Regions from separate parts of the Mus musculus genome. Here region 2 is linked to region 1. A link is a contact called in public HiChIP or PLAC-seq data. All regions are on one chromosome and are shown on one strand. Each heading gives the region's core, a stretch centred on a gene start, on an enhancer-like site or on the middle of the called end of the contact. The rest is flanking DNA. Distances are from core to core; before and after follow the strand shown. Region 1 holds the start of Foxp2 (forkhead box P2). Region 2 overlaps Foxp2 (forkhead box P2).

What was found. HiChIP or PLAC-seq counts read pairs in DNA pulled down with a chosen protein or histone mark.
Region 2: a contact with region 1 is called in an H3K4me3 HiChIP or PLAC-seq map of neural progenitor cells, with 15 read pairs. The contact joins the enhancer-like site here to the promoter of Foxp2 in region 1. A contact is called at or near these places in 1 of 39 promoter capture datasets (embryonic stem cells), 3 of 484 Hi-C or Micro-C datasets (the HL-1 cell line, cerebral cortex and embryonic stem cells), 1 of 115 datasets of contacts at active chromatin or transcription factors (neural progenitor cells) and 2 of 9 other capture datasets (embryonic stem cells and liver).

Annotation. Positions count from the first base shown.
Region 1 is chr6:14,900,054-14,902,753 of GRCm38.p6, forward strand. It overlaps Foxp2 (forkhead box P2), which reads left to right and starts at 1,296. Exons shown (of 19, transcript NM_053242.4): 1 at 1,296-1,708.
Region 2 is chr6:14,996,967-14,999,899 of GRCm38.p6, forward strand. All of the region lies in intron 2 of Foxp2 (forkhead box P2), which reads left to right. Among named protein-coding and RNA genes, the nearest start is that of Foxp2, 97 kb to the left of the region's middle. Within about 2 kb of position 1,510, at least 6 of the 459 cell types and tissues checked have an H3K27ac peak or open chromatin away from gene starts, as enhancers often do. A contact at or near this core is called in neural progenitor cells, where this site is marked.

The sequences.
Region 1 (2,700 bases), core at 46-2,545:
GGGCCAGTGGCCCGGGAGGGGCTGGCGGGAGAACCGCAGGAAGGAACTTCCTTCCCAAGCTAGGGTGGAGAGGGGCATCTTAGAAACACCCTCCCAGATTCAAGTCACAAGACCCTTCAGGGCCCGCCTTGATCTCCTCCGGCCCTTTCTCTGTCATCTCTTTCTTGGTCCTGCTCAGACCAGCCAGCTAGGTCGCACCACGCACAGTGGAGGAGGGACCTGGTGGCAGAAACCGAGCCGGAGCATCCCCCAACACCGGGGACACAGCTTTGAAGTGCACTGCGAGCGGGTTCTGGCAATTTCTACTTTTCTTTCATTCCTGTTATTTTTTTCTCCCTAGTCATTGATCCAGTCAGTCCCCAAAGCCTCATACTTTAAAAACAAAATTACACCTTGGTGGTGCCATCTCTTTTTCCAAGTCCCGCTTCGGTGACCTGGGCTGCGCGACTACATGGAAGCCCTAGCAGTACTGGCCCCAAGTGAGACAGGAGCCACGACAACCAAGAGTGAGAAAGGTTCTGCCTCTCCATCCAGGCCGCAGAGGCGCACACACAGGAGAGAAAGGCCAATCAGCGTGGCTGTGTTGGCGCGGGCTCCCTCTGTGACACTCTGTGCTTTAACTACCTGCCACCAAAGGCTTCGGATCCCTTCTAGGTTTTCTGCACTTCACGTGGAATCCCCTGTTTCATTTGCCAGCAGCTCCGTCTGCTGAGAGGACGTACTTTGGGGACTGCCAAGAAGCAGCAGACACAACTCGGCTGTGCCAATACAGCATACGGTTTTGTTCTCGCCTCCCTCCCCACCCCCATCCCCGACTCGCCGTCTGGGGCGGCAGGAGGAGGCGGAGCTGGAGGTGGGGAGAAGGGTGGGGGTGGGGGAAACGGGGCAGAACAAACAAGTTCTCTAGCAAGTTGTTTACATAGCAGGTGGACCTGACGTCATCCAGGAGGCTCCACCGCAAAGCCCAGCAACATTCTGGCCCGCGATTTCTCCCATCTCTGGAAAAAGTTGGGGGGGGGGCATGAAGAGATTGATGGAGTTCAAACCACTTTAAAAAAATCATCATCATAATCATCATCAACAACAACAACAACCCCAACTTAGCAAAGTAAGACAAAACAAGTGCCCCAACAGTACTTAAGAGTGTTCTAGGAGGTCCCTTCCCCCTGCCCGCCCCTCATAGGAGAAGCTGCTCTGCTCTCAGTGTGTGCATAGTTTGCATCGCCAACAACTCGCGCGCGCGCCCGGGTGCGCGCGCCCGCCGGTGCACGCACACATACACTCACATACGCACACACACACACACACATACAAGCGCGCGCGCACACACATACACACAGACACACACACACACCAACACACACATACATACAGAGATCCGGGTTGTGGGGGGAGCTGCCAGCGCGAGACAGCGCGAGCCTCCGAGAAAGCGCGAGACACGCCGGCGCGTGCAGCTCCCCGGCCGCAGCTTCGTCCCGGCCGGAGCCCGGCGCCACCAGCAGTTCATCCGTCAGTGCCCGCCCAGGGCATTTATGCCGCGGCCGCGACTTCCCGCCGCAGCTTCCTCGGGTCCCCCCTCCCCTGGTGTCCCCGAACTCGCGGCCGCGGCTGCCGGGACTCGAGCGTGGGTGTGTTGTTCCGGGGCTTCTGCCTGGGTGCACAGCGGGTGCCACCTCCTGGGACGCTGCCCTCGGGGTCCCCGATCGCGGTAAGTTTCTTCGCCCTCACTCAGACGCTCTGCACTCCGCACCCCACCCTGTCCCAAGCACAGCCACGCGCGGCCAGACTGCGACTTTGCTCCACGCTGATCCGGTCGCGCAGCAAAGTTTCGCCCCAGAGCCTGCTGCTCCGCGCTGCGGGGCCAGGGTGACATGTGTCAGATTTCCACATAGGGCAGGGGTCGCATTTGCGTCGAGACCCAACATCGCCACTTGTTGTTTCTTTGCATTTTGCTGTGTGATGGGGAAAGGGGTGTGCAGGAAAATGAGATTTCTCTGTGGGCTCCGGGATGAATTATTTATTTATTTATTCATTTATTTATTTATTTTCGTTTTGAATATGCAGATTGTTGTATCGTCCAGAGATGCTGGAGGAAGAAATGTGTCGAAACACCAGATGCGTTTGTTTACTCTTATAAAAAAATGTTTGTTGTCTTTCCCTCTTCCCTCCCACTCCCTCTAGGGAAGAGAGACAGCAGTAGAAACATGTGGTGGTTAGAAGCGCACACTTTATTGATGAGACTGCTGACCTTTATTTACTAAAGCGGGCAAGTGCGCGTTTCTTGGGTCTTCAGCACTTCTGCTTTCATCTCAGAAGTACTTATCCAGGAACCAGAGAGGCATCAAGGGGACACTTCTTTTCTCTCTAGTTAAGAAACTCCTGGCCCCTAGTGACTCCTGAGATAACCATGCATTTCTCGGGCCACTCCTGATCACTCTCTTCCACTTGTCTGCTAGCCAGCAAGGCCTGCGGCTTCCCAATGGATCCGTCCTGGTTTTACTTTCCTTCCACTTTGGGAAGTGCTCCTTGTTCTGTGTGTGGGTGTCACAGCTTGCAGCCCCTGGGAGAGGGCATGTGGGAGGGGCACAGACACCTTGGTGAGAAAGGGTTTCTCCCTAGCCTTTTTTTTTCTTTCTCCTTCCTTCCTTCTCTCCTTCCTTCCTTCCTTCCTTCCTTCCTTCCTTCCTTTTTTCTTCCTTC
Region 2 (2,933 bases), core at 260-2,759, 97 kb after region 1:
GTGACCTCCAATTCATGATCTGGGATTTTAAGGTATTACCAAACCTGACATATATACATTCATACATACACACATACATACATACGTGTTGAAGTTATGTTGGTATGTTGGAATAAATGAAAAGAAAGCAAATACCCTTTTATTCTTAAACTTCAATATTGCAAATATAATATTTTCATTTTCTAAAGGAACCAGATATACATGTTTAGTTTCTTTTTATTTCTCCCTCCATCCAAATCTTACAGTTTTTACTTATCCTTTCATTTTCAGAAGTTTCTGTTGGTCAAATTTTCAAGGAAGGAACATAATAGTATTTAGTTAGATGACATCAAGAGCAACCAGGACTATTATTTATGAGAAATGAAATACAACCCCCTTATCTTCAGGATCTGGATATAGCTAGGCTCAACACAAATGTCTAGGGAAATGCATCTGTTGCTACTGCATTTTTTTTTGTTTCTCTGAAAACTTGGCATTTGTAAAATATATAAGATTTTGATTTGTCTTGGCCAAATATCAGATTACCAGGGACTTGAATTTTGAACATATTCAACTAAGAATTATCTTCGTAGCAACTTTTCCTTTGCCATATTGATTTTTGGGACTAAAATCAGATTTTTTTTTAAGCTGTGTTTCTTCCTGGTGCCAAGGTGCATTTTTTTCTATGCAAAGAAAGCATACAGATAGGCTACTTGAAACTTAGCTTAGCATCCTGGGGAGGGGCAGACTCCATTTGCACTTACTTACCTGCATTTAAGTATTTGCTATATCATGGGTAAATCTATATGTTAAAAAAATTGCTTATAGTATTACATGAATGTTAAATGAACAAATATAAAACATAACTGCAAAGAACAGTCATTAATTTCATGTTAATTTCTTTCTTCCAGTCGTTCTATTTAAGTAGGTGTTTGTACATAAATACATGTGTATGTTTAGAGTATGTATGCATTTAGACATACATATATGCATTTCCTATGCCTTTTCCAAAATATATACAGTTACATATAATGTTTTATGGAGACATTTATTCTATTTTTAAAGTTTTTGAAGCAGAATTTCTCCTGAAGTCTGGGAATTTGAAAAATATGGATTCTATCACCACATGGAAATATTTGAAAACTTATTTCTTTGTGTCCCGGTTATTTTGTAACTTTATTTTAACCTACCTGGAGTACTCTTTTTAAAAGATCTGATAGGTTTATACATTTACTTTACAAATTCTCAGCAGTATGGAAGAATAGTATTTTTTCTAAGTGTACAATTTAGAGCGTAATCCAGTACTACATCTAGATTAGGCTTCAAAAACCATGTAATTTGAGAAGATGTACAAGAATATGAAAACCAAAGAATTAAAAGTTCCAAAGGAGAAGTGGCCTGTCAGTTTTGACGGGTCAGGCAAGCAAGCTAGGTTGAATTTTTCCGAAAACAAGCTTGATGCTCATTTGGCTCACTGTCCATTCATTGGTAATGCATCAGCTTCCTGTAGGGCTGTGTGCGCCTGTCTTGATTACTAAGTTGGATTTTTGCATGGTAGAAGGTTCATCACATTGTAGCATAACATGCCACATCCTCTCTTATTGTGCTCCGGGTTTCTAGCAAAACAACATTTAGTATCTTAAAGCAGTAGCACATGTCTCTTGCCTATCTCCTTTAAACTCGTGTCTTGTGACTGCTAAATACCGAGGACGTCTTACTCGAAGCTTTCTCTCAGACACTAAAGTCTTTTTTTTAAAGTCCAAAGAGCAAGCAAGCAAACAAGCAACAACAAACCCCCACTGTTAAAATGAAGGATGGAGTCCCTTAGCCTAAACCTAAGTATATATTCATCATAAAAGACAAAACACTTAGATTTAGATCATGTATTTTCAGCTTATTTTCAGAATTGAATGACAAGATTTTAACACTAAAAGTCTCTTGGGGGTGGGGGGGTTGAGTGGGTTTGGTCCACACAGACTCATGTGTTTAAATGTTTGGCCCATAGGGAGTGGCACTATTAGGTAGTGTGACTCTGTTGGAGTGGGTTTGGCCTTGTTGAAAGAATTGTGTCTCTGTAGGCAGGTTTTCAGGGCTCCTATACTCAAGCTCTGCCCAGTGTGGAGTCCAGTCACTTACTGGTTGACTTCAGATCATGCTGTAGGACTCTTGGCTCTACCATGCCTGCCTGTATGCTGTCAGGCTTTCTGCTGTGACAATAAGCCAGCCCAATAAAATGTTTGCCTTTATAAGAGTTGCTTTGCTCGCTGTGTCTCTTTAGAGCAATGGAATTCTAACTTGACACTTCTTGCAGAACACAAAGAGCATGTTAAGCCCTGTTCCTGCTGGCAGACCAGTTAGGTATCCTCTCTGAATCTATTTGCAAGTTACTGATGCAATGTTTGCTCAAGCAAGGGACAGAGTATCTCTAGAAACTGGAGCTCTTTTTTTGCTGAGGTTTGCATTCAAAATCTGTGGAGCTGACATTTGGGTCTATACAATTACTGCTCACATGATCCATTTTTATTACAGCTTTTGGGAATATATAAAGCATGAAGAAAGTGGTCTTTGGTCATATATTATAGAATAGTTTGAAAAATATGTTTTCAACATGCATGACCCAGTGATCTTTTTCACTTAACTTACTTAACTCTATAATGATTTATTGTTGTATAACATAAAGCCCCTGAATTTAAGAAAATGAAAAATTTCCATATCTGAGTTAGATTTGAGATATGGTCAAAGACATTCAGTGTATTAAGATCTAATATCTTTATTTAAATACACACCTTCCATGTCCACTTACATTAATTATTAAAATGGCATTGTGAGAATATAGTTAGGGATTATGATTATTTAAGAAAATGACAGTTGTAGGATCTTTCCCAAGACCCATGACTGCAATAATTCCTGGAAGTTGGCTAGGATTCCAGAACCAGGCTTAGTTTTCCTTTGGT